Linked DNA regions of Gossypium hirsutum: all the other regions are linked to region 3. The links are chromatin contacts, called in public Hi-C maps. All regions are on one chromosome and are shown on one strand. The core of a region is the stretch at or near the end of the contact, and the rest is flanking DNA. Distances in the headings are between cores, read along the strand shown. Region 1 holds the start of LOC107909559 (pentatricopeptide repeat-containing protein At2g13600). Region 2 holds the start of LOC121214769 (zinc finger protein GIS3). Region 3 holds the start of LOC107909565 (caffeoylshikimate esterase).

Region 1 (2,776 bases), core at 84-2,583, 240 kb after region 3:
ATAGCAATAGTTATATATATATGCATTGATGATTAAACATTATAATATCATGTAGTATTATTATATCTTTTATTATAATTTATATTATAATAGTTGTATATGTATTAATATGTTTAGTAATAGCTATATATTATAATATTATTTTATGTACTAGTAATATACTAATTTAATATATCGGTTTAAGGTTAAGTAATCGATTTCAGTAATAGTTATATAATATATTATTATATTATCATTAATTTTTAATTTATAGATTTTAATAATTATTAATTTTATATATTTATTATACATGTATAATTATAATATTAAAAATATTTTATGTTAAATTAATGTTTTTAAAAATTTATTCCATCTTATAATTTAACATAAATATTATTACTAATTAATTTTTCCCATTAATCATATTTTGATATAAATATGCAAGGTTTATAAATATATTTTAAAAAAATTATCATTTATTTATATTTTAAATAATATCATAAAATTATATTAATTATTAATGTTTATTATGGTTGTTGATTTATAAAGTCAGACTTTCTCGAGCTTTGAATCGAATTTATCTCGAGCTCAGATATGTTACCGGTTCAAACTTTATCAAATTCAGATGGTTTCAACTTAAGATTAGACCTGTTCATGGGTCGGGCCATCTGACCCGTCCCGAAGGCCTGCCCGAAATGTGGATGGGTTTGGAAAAAAATATAGGCCCGAAAACGGGCTTGTACAAAAAAAATAAGACTCGATTAAAAAAATGAGTGCGGCCTCGGGTAAGGTATATTTTGACCAGACCCAGCCTGGCCCGACCTAAATTTACTAAAGTATAAAAAAAATCTTTTTTTTTTATTTTTTTTATTTTTTATTGTTTTCTCCTTATTTTGCTACCATTTTACTATTATGTTGCTACTATTTTGTTGTTATTGTTTGGATATTGTATAAAACTTGTTTTATAATTAATTTTGTTATTATTTTAGAGGCATTTGCTTATTAAGTTGCATCTATCTTAATATCATTTAAGTATACATATTTTTTAAAATTTATTTTCAATTTGTTGGGAAATATTTATTTTTGATGTTTTTAGTATTTTTGATATATTATATATATTTAAAATTTATATAAAAAATAATATAAAAATTTAATATAGGTGGGCTAGGCCGAGCTCCAATTTTAATATTTTTATCCGGGTCGAATTTAAACAAAAATTTAAACCAACTTTTTAGGCCGGGCATAAGCTTAATAAACGGGCTTAATTTTTATTTGGACCTAACCCAAACCCAGTCAAAACTCATCCCAAACCAATGAACACCTCTAGTTAAGATGGTTAGGAACGGGATTAAGAGCTTCGCATGTTTTGTGAGCTCTGAAGCCCAACAACCGGTAGAATTTCCACCCAAAAAAGAAACACTGTTTAATCACATTTCAAAGGTCACTGCTGCTCAGGTATTAGAATCCGACTCTCCACTTACTTCGCGTCTCGTTGTCGGAGAGTTGACTCGTTATTGTCATTGAAATCTTTTCCATAACTAGAAATTTTGAAAAAAAAAAAAAACTGTTGGCATCACTTCTATTTTCCTTCCATTACTGAGTTAGAAACATCTCAGTTTGCAGCCAAATGCTAAGGGAGATGCAAAAACCGTAGCAAAAGAGCAATGCCCACCAACTTTGTTTCTTCCAGGATAATGGAATGGCGAAACTTGGATTGCACAAACAAATTGTGGGTGATCTTTCACTGCCCGACTCTTCTCCTTTTGCTAAGCTTTTGGGTTCCTACATCCAATCCAAGTCTCTCCTTGATATACGTCGGTTACATGTTCGGATAATCAAATCTAATTTTGCGTCTGAGACTTTTATCCTAAACAGGCTTATCGATGCCTACGGCAGATGTGGCTCCTTGGAGGATGCCGGGAAGGTGTTTAACAGAATGCCTCAAAGAAACATTTTTTCTTGGAACTCGGTCATATCTGTATTGACGAAATTGGGTTACGTTGATGAGGCAGCAGGGTTTTTTTATTCCATGCCTGAGCATGATCAGTGCTCTTGGAATTCCATCATTTCAGGGTTTGCTCAGCAAGATAGATTCGGAGAGGCTCTTTTCTATTTTGTTAGGATGCATAGAGAGGACTTTGTGCTTAACGAATACTCGTTTGGTAGTGCTCTTAGCGCTTGTTCTGGGTTGAAAAACATTAAAATCGGTGCTCAAATCCATGCTTTAATCGCAAAAACTAGGTTCTTTTCCAATGTTTATATGGGCTCGGCTCTTGTTGATATGTATGGAAAATGTGGGAGTGTCAGCTGCGGCCAGAGAGCTTTCGATGATATGAGTGAGAGGAATAGAGTCTCTTGGAATAGTTTGATCACTTGTTATGAGCAAAATGGTCCAGCTAGTGCAGCTCTTCAGGTTTTCTTGAGGATGATGGATTGTGGAATTGAACCAGATGAACTCACATATGCCAGTGTGGTTAGTGCTTGCGCTAGCTTGTCGGCAATCAAGTCAGGCAAGCAGATTCATGCTCGTGTTGTGAAATGCAATAAGTTGAGGGATGATCTTGTCCTGGGAAATGCATTGGTTGATATGTATGCAAAATGCAATAAAATCAATGAAGCTAGATGTATTTTTGATAGGATGCCAGTTAGGAATGTAGTGTCTGAAACCTCAATGGTAAGTGGGTATGCGAAGGTAGCCAGTGTGAGAACTGCGAGATCAATGTTTGCAAAGATGATGGAGAGGAACATAGTGTCTTGGAATGCGCTAATTGCCGGGTATACACAAAATGGGGAGAAT
Region 2 (3,042 bases), core at 530-3,029, 180 kb after region 3:
CATTTTTAAGGGAGTACATTTTTAAGATATTAGAATTCAGATGGGTTGGAAGTGATAAAAATTTTCGATTATATTTTTTAAATAAGATTTTAAATTTAAATTTTATAAATAACAAAAAAAAAATATTAAGAGAGTTTTACTTTTTATTCAATGATAGGACTTGATTTCATCTCAAATTTAATCCTGCCTAATATAATTGGATTAAAAAAAGAAACCCCAAAACTTTTCTCTCTCTCGTAGTTAGTAAGATTCGGATAGATCTTGGCAAAGCAAGAAAATTGCATAAAGAAATACAGATTTCAACGTCAATCACGCTAACATCCTAAACAATTATTATTCATCATCAGCACGTAAAGATGGGTCTCTTTTCGTAGTTGTAAAACACCTGAACATTCATTCCTTCATTTTCTTCCCCCTTTCCATCCATTAATTTCGATACCCCCCAAACCCTACTTCCATTTATTTTCAAACCAGGCAAGTGAAAGCTTTGCTTCACGTGGTTGACTTAGACTAAACTCCCATCCTTGCCATTGCCAGAAAGTTTTATCTGATGTGAAACATGCGTAACCCTTCTAGATATGCACCTGCCCTATAACCCTACAACATCATATAATGCTTGAGTGTATTGACACTTTTAAAAGTTTGGGGTTGTGTGGAAGAGCAGTTCCATATCTATGTCATCCATGAATAGTTAGATTATCGAAATATCGCCATTACCATACGTTTAAAACTTGAAATTCAAGGTTTTTTCCCCACCTTTTTTTCCTTTGTGTGTGTGTGGGGTAATTTTGGGAAACACAGCTAAGTGGTGCTGTATATATATATGCATGCATGTATTTACATGTTAGATTTAATTTGACTTTTTAGAGAGAAATGAGGGGCGAGAGTGGTGTTGGGTGGCGGTGTCGGCTCCTGAGATTGAGCTGAAGTGAAGCGCGGGAGAGAGACAGAGAGAGAGAGAGAACAAATAAAAACAAAAATTAACAACTATAAAAGAGAAGAGAGAGAGAGAGAAGGCATTTTTGGTAGCAGAGAGATTTGCCAGGGAATTAAAGACTTAAGAGATGGGCATCACGGCGTTTCATTGGAGACAGTTCCACTAACATTACTGTTTTCGTAATTAATTAATCTACTTGATCAATAAAGAAAGAAAGAAAGAATAAATTCATGGTGATTACCAAAAAAAGGTCCCCAGTTTTCCAACATGTGTCATCATCTCGAATGGAATCTTTTTATTAGTACACTCATTTTGTTTGTTAGCAAATTTAGTTAATTAAAAACCATACCATGTTGATGCCCACCATGAACAGGGATCTAGCTACCTATAGAGTCTACATAGACCTCACTTCACTTCAGATTACCCTCACCGGCTCCTTGGAATTGTACGTGTCGTGTAAGAACACTATTTAGAAATCTGTCATTAACCCAACCAATGTATGAAAACAACTTTATTAGCTTCTCATTGGCCATTCAAACCTTTTCCATCTACAGCAAAGTGGTCCAGATCACACCCCCTTACCTCCTATCTGTTTTCTAACCTAATTGCTTCACGTTCTCTACAAAAGTTCCCATTATATTAAGAACCTCCCACAATTGCTTTTTGGGTACCCATTTTCTCTCAAATGATGCTCCTTATTTAAAATAAATAAATAAAAATGGACCAATTCAATCATTTTTATTCTTGTATGTATAAATATAAACAAGCTTTAAAAAGACCCCCAAAAAAGAAAATAAATGCAACGCAATGCATTGATGAAGTAACAGTATCAAATTAGAGAAATAGGTACTCTAAGCGAAGACAAGGCTTGGGTGAGGGTCCCAAGTCAAGTGTTCTCGGGTCGTGTCGTGTTCCCTAATACTCTCTTTTTCTTTTTCCCCCTTGGGATATCCGAAATCTTTCTCTTTCATCCTAAGTTGTACTGTTCATGTTCTACAAATCCTTTTTTTTTTATCATGTATATATACCCCCACACATGCAACTCTTCCCCTTACATTACATTACATTGAACTACTAAACTATCCTTCTTCATTTCTCTTTCTATTTTTCTCTAGTTAACATGGCAGAGTTAGAATACCAAGCTAATACCAAAACCAACAGCGCCACTACTGCACGTCTAAAGCTCTTCGGCTTCAACGTCTCAGAAGATGATGATGTTTTGGAATCCAGCACCACCAAAGATCCATCATCAGGGTCTTCAGAGCCAGGTGGCTTCCCTGCTCCTGGTGACCGCAAATACGAGTGTCAGTATTGTTGCCGTGAGTTTGCTAACTCTCAAGCTTTAGGAGGTCACCAGAACGCTCATAAGAAGGAAAGGCAACAGCTCAAGCGTGCTCAACTTCAAGCCACTCGAAGCGCCGCGGTTTCGTTTGCTAGGAACCCTATCATCTCTGCTTTTGCTCCTCCACCGCATCTCTTAGCGTCGGCTACACCCGTCGTGGTGCCAGCTGCGGCGGGACCGTCTTGGGTTTACTTGCCACGAGGAGGGCCACCTCCTTTCCACGTCTCACATGGCTGCGTGATTCCGAGCGCTGGTGGTGGAGGAGGCGGTGGTGGAGTGGGGAGGGGGCCAGCGGGGCTGCCTTATGGTGGTGGTGGTGGTTTGGGGGATCCGGGCGTAAGCGTTGGCCCCCAAGTGATGCAAGGTGGGGGCCACCATGGACGGGGTGTTGATGGACCCTCGTTGCGTAGGTTTTCAAAGGGAGATGGTGGCCCCAGTTTTGATGATGCATTGGGCTTAGATTTGCACCTTAGTCTTGCTCCAGCCAGGCCTTGACTCGGTCTTTAGTGTTTGGGATCTTTGTACATTTTCAAACAATTTTATTTTTTTATTTATTTTTTCAGGGAAATTATTTGTTTCACTTGCACATAACTTTTTTTTCCCTTTTCTTAAAGTTATATAACCACTTAACTTTCCTCACCAATTTTAATTTTGTATATTAAGATCTAAATTTAGAATAAAAACTTCTTGTATGTAACTCAATTTTCCTCACCAATATCAATTATCTTAAACATCTAAATTTAGAACCAAAACTTTCATCCAT
Region 3 (3,022 bases), core at 343-2,842:
AACCAATTAAATGATGCATGATTATTGATAATCTTTAAATCGGCCAACTCATGATCTTGTGGATACAAACAACGAACTTACTTTACACATAGGTGCTACAAGGATGATTCCATCCCATCCATGTGGATCCTTGAAGTGAACTTTGAGAGTAACAGCTCCACCCATGGACTGTCCCAATATGAAGCAGGGCAATCCTCTCACTTCAGGTCTTTCTGAAGATCAATAATATTAAGCAAAATGAGAACAGATTCTGGAACTAACTATTCCAATGCAAAAGTGCAAAAAATGTACAACTTATTAAGAAACAAGGCAATACCAACACTACAAATTCCATACCTTTAATTTTTGCATATTGTTCAATGACATTGTCAGCCAATTCATCAAAGCTATAGATGTAACCATGCAATCCTTCAGAAAGACCGAATCCTGGATGATCAATAGCATAAACACCATATCCAGATGCTGCAATGAACCTAGCAATGCCTGTAATCCCAAATTCTCCATGAATCAAATAAAGTCCTTGGACATGGTTCAACTACAGAAATAAAGTACAATATGAAACCATGAAACATGAAGCAATTCAAATTACTGTAAGATACGATTAGCTGACCTTCAAAGAAGAAAGTGCAAGTATCACCATATCCATGGCAAAAGCATACGACACCCTTAATTTTAACCCCGGGTTCAGGCATCCATCGCCTAAAGAAAATCTCCAATCCCTTTGAGTTTCTTTCGATCCACTACAAAAACGTCAAAACAATGTTGTTAAGTTCAAATGATTGAAATTTACACTTCTGTTTGGAAAATTTGTGATAATTTACTCGCTTACCACTCCCTAAACATATATATAATCGGCAAAACGGGGTTTTTTTTTTCTAAGTTGTCCAGAAGTTAAAGTTTGTAAACTTTATACCTTCGTTTCAGTTACAAAGTAACTTATCCTAGTACGTTGAGCTACTTTTCTTCTCTTCAGTTTCAGAGCAAACAAAAGACAAAAATCAAATAAACGCTTACCTCCTCTGTTCTTACACCAGTAGGAGCCATCTACAAGCAAAATCCCATAATTTTCCGCAAGAAAAAGATAAGAAAACAAAAATTAGTATATGAAAAGCTAAAATTAAAATATTTAAAAGATGAAAGTGCTAAATTAGCCGCAATCAGTTGGCAAATGAAACAAACCTTGAACAATAAATGATCAAGCTGCTGGTGGACAGGGATGAAAGCAGATCGAACTCTTCTACGAGCAGCAGCGTAGTCAAGATTCTGTGAAGCAATGGAGTTCAATTCATCACTGACGCCCTCAATCATCTTCATCTTCCCTGCAGCCGCTGCCACCGTGAGGCGATGAGGCGATGGTTTGAGAGAAATGAGGGGGATGGAGAGGGTTGATGGTTTGGATTTGGGTAGAAGAAAAGGTGATGGAGATCTGAAAGTTAAAGAGAGATCCATGCGTTGTGGCTTCGTGGGACAGGCTGTCAAGCGTGCAACTCTAAATGCCGCCAAATGGTCAAGTAGAACTGGAACTACCCTACTATTATATAGTAGTAATTTGGACGGAAAAGCAGGGCAAAGCCAAGCCAAGCCAATTGCATGTTACATTTGCTGCCCACTATAAACTATTGCTCGTGGTCCACGTGCTCCATTTCTTTTGTACATATATACTCAAAAGTCCGTTTGAAAAGTATTGATTTAAATCTCACCAAAATAATGTGTTCAATCCACTGAACCATAGTGGCCGGTACCACAATGAGTTATACCAATCAATATCAAAACTACACTTTAATTTTTAATTAAGGTATAATTTGATATGTAAGTTTTTATGTTGTGTAACTACGGAGTTAGGTGAAATAGTAATGGTCTCTCCTATTTTAATCAATAGATAAGGGTTTATTCATTGTCTTAGGTATAGAGTAGCTTCAAAACTTGTGGTGAGCGTCTACCCTCTTGATGGGCCTACTGAACGCGAAGAGTTAGTCATCAGGCTCGCTTCAGTGGATGCCTTAGGCAACCAAAAAAAATTATGTTCTGTAGTTATATACATAAAATTTTTATTGTAGTTTAAATGTCTACATAAAACTTTGATTTTGATACAATTGCATGCATTTTAAAAATAAACACATTGAAATTGTTTTTATTTAATAAGTATACTTATTTGCATGGGCGAAGTCAGTAAATTTTTTGAGTTGCCAAAATTAAATTATATATTTTTACGATGGTAAAAATGTAATTTCATCATTTTAATAGTCTATATCTTTATAATTTTTAAAGGATTAAATCAAAATTTTATCATTTTTGGAGGGCCAAAGTGCAATTTTACAAATACTAATTTAAAATTTTATAAATTATAAAGGGGCCTAAATGAAAAAAATTCCATTTTAGGGGGGCCGGGTCCCCTACCAGCCCCCTAGCTTCGCCACCGCCTATTGATGCAGTATGTAAATGTAAAATTATGTTATATCGATAATGATGTTAGTAATTCGTGAAAATTAAATCAAATCAAAATATCATATATAAAACTACATAAAATTAAAGTTTATGTATATTATGATGTTATGGGCCGCAGTTCAAAGCCTGTGACCATCACACAATATGCATCCCAGAGAGGTCTATCGATTAGATCGGGATCATTTGACCCACGAGAGTTGGCCCGATTCAAAAAACTATTGAAGAAGCCTGTTCATTTAAAGCCTAGGTGGCCCAATGATGCAAATATGGAAAGTTAGGTTACTTTGGTAAATAGGGAAACTAATCTTAGAAGATTAAGGGGAATCATATCTTATAATATTAGATTTGATTTGATTATGTAAATCTTGTAAATCCCTTAATTGTAGGGATATGCTTAATCTCGTTCGTCGATGTAACTTGATCTAGACCGTCAGTTTTGGGGAGATCAACTATAAATAGAGTCTCCCCCTCACTTGTAATTCATCCATTAGGATTCATTTATCCATTGTATCTTGAATTCTCAAAAGTAATAGAATTCTTTGGGAGCATTTACTCAAACACCTCTCGTGTATTATTT

Evidence for each region. Hi-C and Micro-C count contacts between places; a contact is called where the count stands out from the background.
Region 1: a contact with region 3 is called in a Hi-C map of leaf, with 2.2 times the contacts expected there. The contact joins the promoter of LOC107909559 here to the promoter of LOC107909565 in region 3. A contact is called at or near these places in 3 of 34 Hi-C or Micro-C datasets (callus, hypocotyl and leaf).
Region 2: a contact with region 3 is called in a Hi-C map of leaf, with 1.7 times the contacts expected there. The contact joins the promoter of LOC121214769 here to the promoter of LOC107909565 in region 3. A contact is called at or near these places in 3 of 34 Hi-C or Micro-C datasets (all in leaf).

Annotation. Positions count from the first base shown.
Region 1 is chrD02:63,848,002-63,850,777 of Gossypium_hirsutum_v2.1, forward strand. LOC107909559 (pentatricopeptide repeat-containing protein At2g13600) reads left to right here and starts at 1,334. Exons shown (of 2, transcript XM_016837142.2): 1 at 1,334-1,434; 2 at 1,596-2,776. The coding sequence starts at 1,679.
Region 2 is chrD02:63,789,253-63,792,294 of Gossypium_hirsutum_v2.1, forward strand. It overlaps LOC121214769 (zinc finger protein GIS3), which reads left to right and starts at 1,780. Exons shown (of 1, transcript XM_041088981.1): 1 at 1,780-2,986. The coding sequence starts at 2,058. The coding sequence ends at 2,774.
Region 3 is chrD02:63,610,708-63,613,729 of Gossypium_hirsutum_v2.1, forward strand. LOC107909565 (caffeoylshikimate esterase) reads right to left here and starts at 1,593. Exons shown (of 8, transcript XM_016837147.1): 1 at 1,180-1,593; 2 at 1,015-1,044; 3 at 611-740; 4 at 337-483; 5 at 82-212. The coding sequence starts at 1,449.